2 separate regions of the Mus musculus genome follow, and region 1 is linked to region 2. Evidence: chromatin contacts called from public promoter capture Hi-C data. All regions are on one chromosome and are shown on one strand. The core of a region is the stretch at or near the end of the contact, and the rest is flanking DNA. Distances in the headings are between cores, read along the strand shown.

The links. Promoter capture Hi-C pulls out the DNA fragments that hold promoters and counts their contacts.
Region 1: a contact with region 2 is called in a promoter capture Hi-C map of embryonic stem cells, with 4 times the contacts expected there. The contact joins two enhancer-like sites. A contact is called at or near these places in 9 of 39 promoter capture datasets (cranial neural crest, embryonic stem cells, hippocampal neurons and 5 more), 3 of 484 Hi-C or Micro-C datasets (all in embryonic stem cells), 1 of 115 datasets of contacts at active chromatin or transcription factors (embryonic stem cells) and 1 of 9 other capture datasets (embryonic stem cells).

Annotation. Positions count from the first base shown.
Region 1 is chr9:54,096,987-54,100,138 of GRCm38.p6, reverse strand. No RefSeq gene overlaps it. Among named protein-coding and RNA genes, the nearest start is that of Tnfaip8l3, 30 kb to the right of the region's middle. Within about 2 kb of position 1,253, at least 6 of the 459 cell types and tissues checked have an H3K27ac peak or open chromatin away from gene starts, as enhancers often do. A contact at or near this core is called in embryonic stem cells, where this site is marked.
Region 2 is chr9:53,754,721-53,758,051 of GRCm38.p6, reverse strand. No RefSeq gene overlaps it. Among named protein-coding and RNA genes, the nearest start is that of Slc35f2, 15 kb to the left of the region's middle. Within about 2 kb of position 2,056, at least 11 of the 459 cell types and tissues checked have an H3K27ac peak or open chromatin away from gene starts, as enhancers often do. A contact at or near this core is called in embryonic stem cells, where this site is marked.

The DNA of each region.
Region 1 (3,152 bases), core at 4-2,503, 340 kb before region 2:
GGGAAAACAATGAACAGGCGCATTTGTAACATTCACAACGTTTGCAACATATAGGCTTCCTGGACAAAGTAGCTCTGTCTGACCTTTAAGCTGATAGGTTGGATCTAGAGGCAAAGAGGATAAGGGATCCCCAAAGTCCATGAGGCTCCGTGACCAAGTTCAACAAGTTGTCTTGTCGGGTAAGGAACAATAGGTCAAGTTAAGCCTGCGGTTTTGCCTTGTCTTTGCTCGCAACGTTTGTACCCTGGGTTTTTTCCTGAAATTTTTACCTGGATCTTGGGCCCCGCCTCTTGGCTCAGCTCTTTATTCAAAAAGTATCCCAAAAGTTCCACCCTGGGTTTATGCTGTTTTTCTTTTTGTTTTTATTTAACCCAGATTATGCTCCCAGGATGTTTGTTTGTTTGTTTGTAATTTTTTTGCCTGACACTGCTGGACTATTGACCCACCTGATTCTTCAAGTATTTTCTCTCATTATTTTTACCAGAAATATTTTACCCACCTCTGTGTCTTGATTTTTCTTTTAGGATTTGGTCCTGGGATTTGTGCCTGTATTTTGCCCTGATTTTTTTTTCCCCTGAGTTTTTGGTCTGACATTTTCATACAGCATTTTCTACCAAGAATTTTCACTAGGCTTTGTGTTTGAGGTTTTTTGCCAAGATTTTGCTTCTGGATTTTGTGCTTGTATTATGTTTTCTGAATTTTTCTTTTAGTTTTCTGGTGTGACATTTACCGCCATGCTTGTCATACAACTTTATTATCATGAATTTGCACTGCCTTCTCCCCAGACCTTTCTCAAAGGAGCTGTACACAGTTATTCTGCTGTTATTTATTTTCTTATTTTTTTAACCTATACAGTTCTACTGTGGTTTTATCCATCATTTACGTCCAGCATTTTTCACTCCGAATATCACCTGAATTATTCAACAATCTTTTATTGCAGGGCTTTCTCAGATCCTGCTTGTGGTTTAATGAAGACGAAGAGACTTCTGTATAGTATTGGCATTTTGTTGGGGCACTCTCTCAGCTAGCTATCTAACTTAACCTTGGCTTATATAACATCTCCCCACACAGTTCTTACTGCCTGCTTACAGCTCCATTCCCTCTCCCTTCTGCTTCTCTCTCTCTCTCTCTCTCTCTCTCTCTCTCTCTCTCTCTCTCTCTCTCTCTCTCCAGAAGTCACACTCCAATACTTTCTGCCCCAGCCCTGGACCACTAGCTCTTTATTACACAAAAGACACATTCCAGTTTGAACCAATCAGTGGAAAGACAACACCAGGTCTATCCCTTGGGTTGCCTGACCTTCATCTTCTGGGCAGGTGAGGAAGGACAAGCATTTACATGCAGAAAACCAGTGATGGGCCATAGCAATGACAATACCACCAAAATCCTGCTAGAACTTAGCTTTGTGCTGGGACAGCAGTCAACAACTGAAAAATACAAGGACATATCTTTATACAAAGAAGGTCACCCCAACATCTCCCCCTTTTAGTCTGAGAAATGACTTTACCTCTAATATCAATAAATTAGTCACAATAAGAACAATTATGGGAACACTAAGATAAGAATTATATTCATAATGCCCAGTTCATTTGTTTTTGGTAAGCTTGGAGAAGGAACTCAGTATCTATCCTATCTTAGTGAGTCCAAAGTTCTATATCTAAATCACTTTCTTATCACTGCTTCAAGTTTCATATCCTCTAACCTTCATAACTTGCATTTACCAACCTTCAAAGATCTTCTTAGACCCTAAAATACTTCCTTAGACCCTGAACAACTTAAGCTTTTATGTCTTTAATCTTACACACTTTATATCTCTTCATATCTCTTCTTTTTGAATCTGAAAACAAGGAAAACTGTAAAACCATGACTAGTATTCAACCCCATCAGAGACCTGAGAAGGATAAATTTTATCTGCATAAACAGGAAGCACAGAGCAAGCATCTTCCAGTCTATAATAATGACAGAGACTACTGGCTACACAAACAGTCACCCAAGGTTACCCTATGTTGCTGGGGCATCCATCTTCAGCCACCAGACCCAGAAGATCTGACAGACTTCCCTGTGCAGCAGGAATTTTGAAGGACTGTCCTTCCTTATCTTGGCAAAGTACAGAACTTGATTTTCCAATGTCCTACTTGCCCACAGTTTGGACAGTGTGCTGTCAGCAGTCAAGGCACAGGACAGTGTATAGCCCAGGGTCTAGCTTTGCCACACTTGAAGAAAACTCTAGGTGGAGGTTCTTTGGTCCTCATCATTTTTGGAGGAGAATGAGGGTGCTACCAGGAGCTGCTCTCTGTCACAAAAAGCCTTTTTATTATCAAAACATCTTAAATGCTATATTCTTGGGATCTCTGAAGTATTTCAGGATAACCCATGTATCTAAAGTATGTCTAAATAGACAAATGTTGCTTGCTCTAGGTACTTACCTGATGTATAACTTTGAAAGCATTTATAGGAGGCTAAAGAAAGCTTATTTCTGTAATTAACTAAGCCAGTGCCTAATCTGAATACAAGTTTGATTGTTTATAGGTGACTGATCTTTAACTTGCCTTTCTAAATTATCATTAACAATTTACAACAGTAACTTTTATAAGACTAGAACTTTACATTAAATTTTAAATGGGTTGCTTAAGTGTAATCAAGGGTGGGTTCCCAAATAACAACTTGGAGGCTTACTTATGAATATATGTCTAGGCCGTAAGCTAGTCTAATTTCTCGACTAACTCAAATTATTATCCCGTTTATTTTATCCTGAGTTCAGCCACACGGCTGGTTTCTTCTCCTGATATTCACACAACCAACTTCTTCTGAGTACAGATGGCAATTCCTCCCACGCCTGACTCTCTCCCAGAGTTCCTCTTGCTCTCTCTGCCAGATGTTCCACCTTCTAATCCTGTCTCAACTCATTGGTCATCAGATTTTTATTGAGAAGTGTTGCTTCCACACAGTACACGAGATTCTCTCTATAGCTCCCTCTTTTAGTCCAATGAAAGGCTTTTTCTCTAACATCAATAAACTATATGCAATATGAACAATTATGAAAACTATCAAGTAAAAATTATCTTCACAATGTCCAGTGCATATGCGTCTGGCAAACTTGGAGAAAGAACTCTACTATCTATCCTATCTTCGTGAGTAGAAAGTACCTAAAC
Region 2 (3,331 bases), core at 807-3,306:
CTGCTCAGATGGCTAAACTCAGAGCCTCAACCAGAGTGAGCCATTTAGCAGAAAACAAAAGAACCAAACTCTATATAGACAGCCACTATGCATTTGGAGTAGTGTCATACCTATGACATTGGGTGGTGGCAACGGTAGACTTCCTTCAGCCAATGTATTTGAAATAGTCCACAAATCTCAGAGTTACTGCATGCTATCCATCTGCCCTTTCTTCCTGGAGGGAATGTTGTCAGGTCAGATGAGAACAGTTCACTAAAACATATAGTGTGTGTGTGTGTGTGTGTGTGTGTGTGTGTGTGTGTGTGTAGACACTGAATTGCAAGCATTGTAGGTTCCTTTCTTTCTGTCTTTCTTTTTGATAAATATCATGTTTCCTTATTTTTCAGCCATCCATATTGTTACTTTACCTCCCTCCCTCCTTCTCTTGTCTGTACCTTCTTCCTCCTTCTCCTCCCACTTCTCTAAGGAGCCTCCCTCTCCCCATCAGATAGCTTGTACCCTACCATTCCCCTTTACCTTTTCCCACCTTCTGTGTTTACCTCCATCTCCTTTCCTAAGGAGTCCTATCTTTTCCCATTTCCCTGATCAGATCCTTGTACCCTGCTCCATTACTCTCCATGCCCCTCTCCTGGCAAGGGTCCCATTTTACTCTCCTGCCTTCTGTAGTAACTGCAGGCTGTGTGCTCACATCTGATGATTTGGAGCCAAGAGCCTCCAATGGGAGAGAGCATGTTTGTCTTTCTGGGTCTCAGTTACCTCAATCAATATAATCTTTTCTACTTCTAACCATTCACCTGCATGATTTCATTTTTCTTTTCTGCTAAACAGTATTCTATAGTGTGCATATATCGTATTTTCATTATCCATCTATTGATTGTAGGACATTTAGGTTTTTTTTTCCTATTTCCTACCTTTTGTTCATAGACAGCAAATGGACATTGTTGTGTCCGGCCAGCAGACCACAACCTGGGTTCTAGCCTGGAAAGGCATTTTGGAAACCTGGAAGAGAAGAGGGGCTAGAGAAGAGGTGGCGAGAGAAAAGAATGTAGCCAAGACAGTTACTCTGATCAAGGCTCAAATTTTATTGTTGCGACACTAGTTATGAAGGAAGGGGGAGGGGACCCGATTCCCGCCGAATAATCTCTGGTCCAGTAGAAAGGTGCACGTGTGTGGCTCCGCAGGTTCCAGCAGTGGGCGTGGCAGAACGAATGAGCAGGAAGCTCCACCCCTGAGCAAGCAGGTTTCAGGCTGGGGGAGGGGAGACTACATCTCCTCCCTTTTATTAACAAAATTTAAAAAAAGAAAAAGCTGGCCTGAGGGGGGAAAAATTATCTATGCTCAATAGTTCTGCCTGGAATCTAGGGCTAAAGAAAAAACTTGCTTTCCTGGGATTCCTTAACTTTTCTTATGGTAAACTGTATCTGGCTAAGAGTGACCTTTCTTAGTAAACAACTAACTGAAAAGCCTGGAGCTGTAGGCTCTGACTTTATAATGCTAATTAGTACTTGGTAGGTAACTTTCTAGTTGAATTTTAAGTAGGGCGTTGGAACTCTGGCTAAGTTTGACTGAACAAATGTGAAATACACTATAATAAGAATAACACTAAGTTGATATTCCTCCGCATGTTTGGATGATAGGTGGGAAACAGGGAGAAGGAGTTCGACCGGCTCTTGTAGTACAAAGCCAATTGGCTTTTTTATTTGGGTGGGAGGCAGAGGCAGTGAAGGGCTTGCCCTTTCAATAGTACGTCTCCAATCTCTCTCCCCCCTATTAATTAAGTTAAATAAGGCAACGCTTAACTGAGGTGATCAAATGATTTTCTCATCCGTAGATGAGTGGGCTTTTAACCTTGGCTTGGGTGGACATGGACCCGATTCCTCCCGTGGGTACTGATAAGACCCACACCCGTGGCTCTCGGTACCTTTTGGGAGAAAAGAATGTAGCCAAGACAGTTACTCTGATCAAGGCTCAAATTTTATTGTTGCGACACTAGTTATAAAGGATGGGAGAGGAGACCCGATTCCCGCCGAATAATCTCTGGTCCAGTAGAAAGGTGCACGTGTGTGGCTCCGCAGGTTCCAGCAGTGGGCGTGGCAGAACGAATGAGCAGAAAGCTCCACCCCTGAGCAAGCAGGTTTCAGGCTGGGAGAGGGGAGACTACAGGACATGATTGAGCAAACATTTGTGGAGTATGATGTTAAGTACTTTGGACATATTGCCAAGGAGTGATAGAGCTAAGTCATAGTAGATCTATTTGTAGCTCTTTAGAATTCTCCATTCTGACTTCCATAGTGGCTGCACCAGTTTGCTACTGTATTGGAACACTGTATTGGGGAATGCCTAAGGCTGTTCCCAGGCCACGGTTGCCTGTATTTGGCTCTTCAGAGACCCTGTTGCAGGAAACAAACCAGCAGAAGACAACAATGCAAGAACATGCACTGTAGAAATGGCCATCTATCGATAGATGGTTTGAAGAATATCAGCTATCCACTAGATAGAGAACGAAATCAGATGCCTATCTCTCACCAGGTACAAAAATCAACTCAAAAATACCTTGAAGATTTAAGTGTAAAACCTGAAATAAGAAACGTATGTTCTTATTATAAGAAAAACATAATAGGTGTAATGCTTCACAGCAGTGAAATGGGATGGATTTTTTTTTCACAAGACCCCAAAACAAAAGAAACTAAAAATAAACAAACGGGATTGCAGCGAACTAAAAGTTCCTGCCAAAAACACAGAGAAAAGCAACAGGATCCAGAGACAGCCCACAAGATGCAAGAGAGCAGATGTAAAGCAGACCCCTGACTCCCAGGGCACAGAATGCATTTCGAAAGCTCAGGAACCAAGAAGCCAAGTAATTCCATTTAAAGGTTGGCAGTGGATCTAATTAGGCATTTTCCAAGAGGGTGCATTCAAACTGGAACAAGTGTAGGAGAAGAACTGACATTGCTAGTCATCAGGGAAATGTGAATAGAAGTCACAGTAAGATACTCCCTCACCCTAGTAAGAAGAGCAACTTTTGGAAAGTCTAAAGACAACAACAGTCAGGGAGGATGTGAAGACAAGGAATTCCTACACACCCTGGCTTGGAATGTAAAGAAGCACAGTCATTATGGCAAATGCCAGAGATGTTCCTCCAAAATTAAAGAGGACTTCTAAATGACCCAGTGACCAATTACAGGAAATATTTAGAAGAAATACAATCAGTATGTCAAAGAGACATTCATATTTCTGTGTTAATACAGCACAATTCATAACAGCCAGACAATCCACGTATCTGTCAACGGATGGATAGACAGAAGAAATGAGTTGCATAGCCACAGTCAAG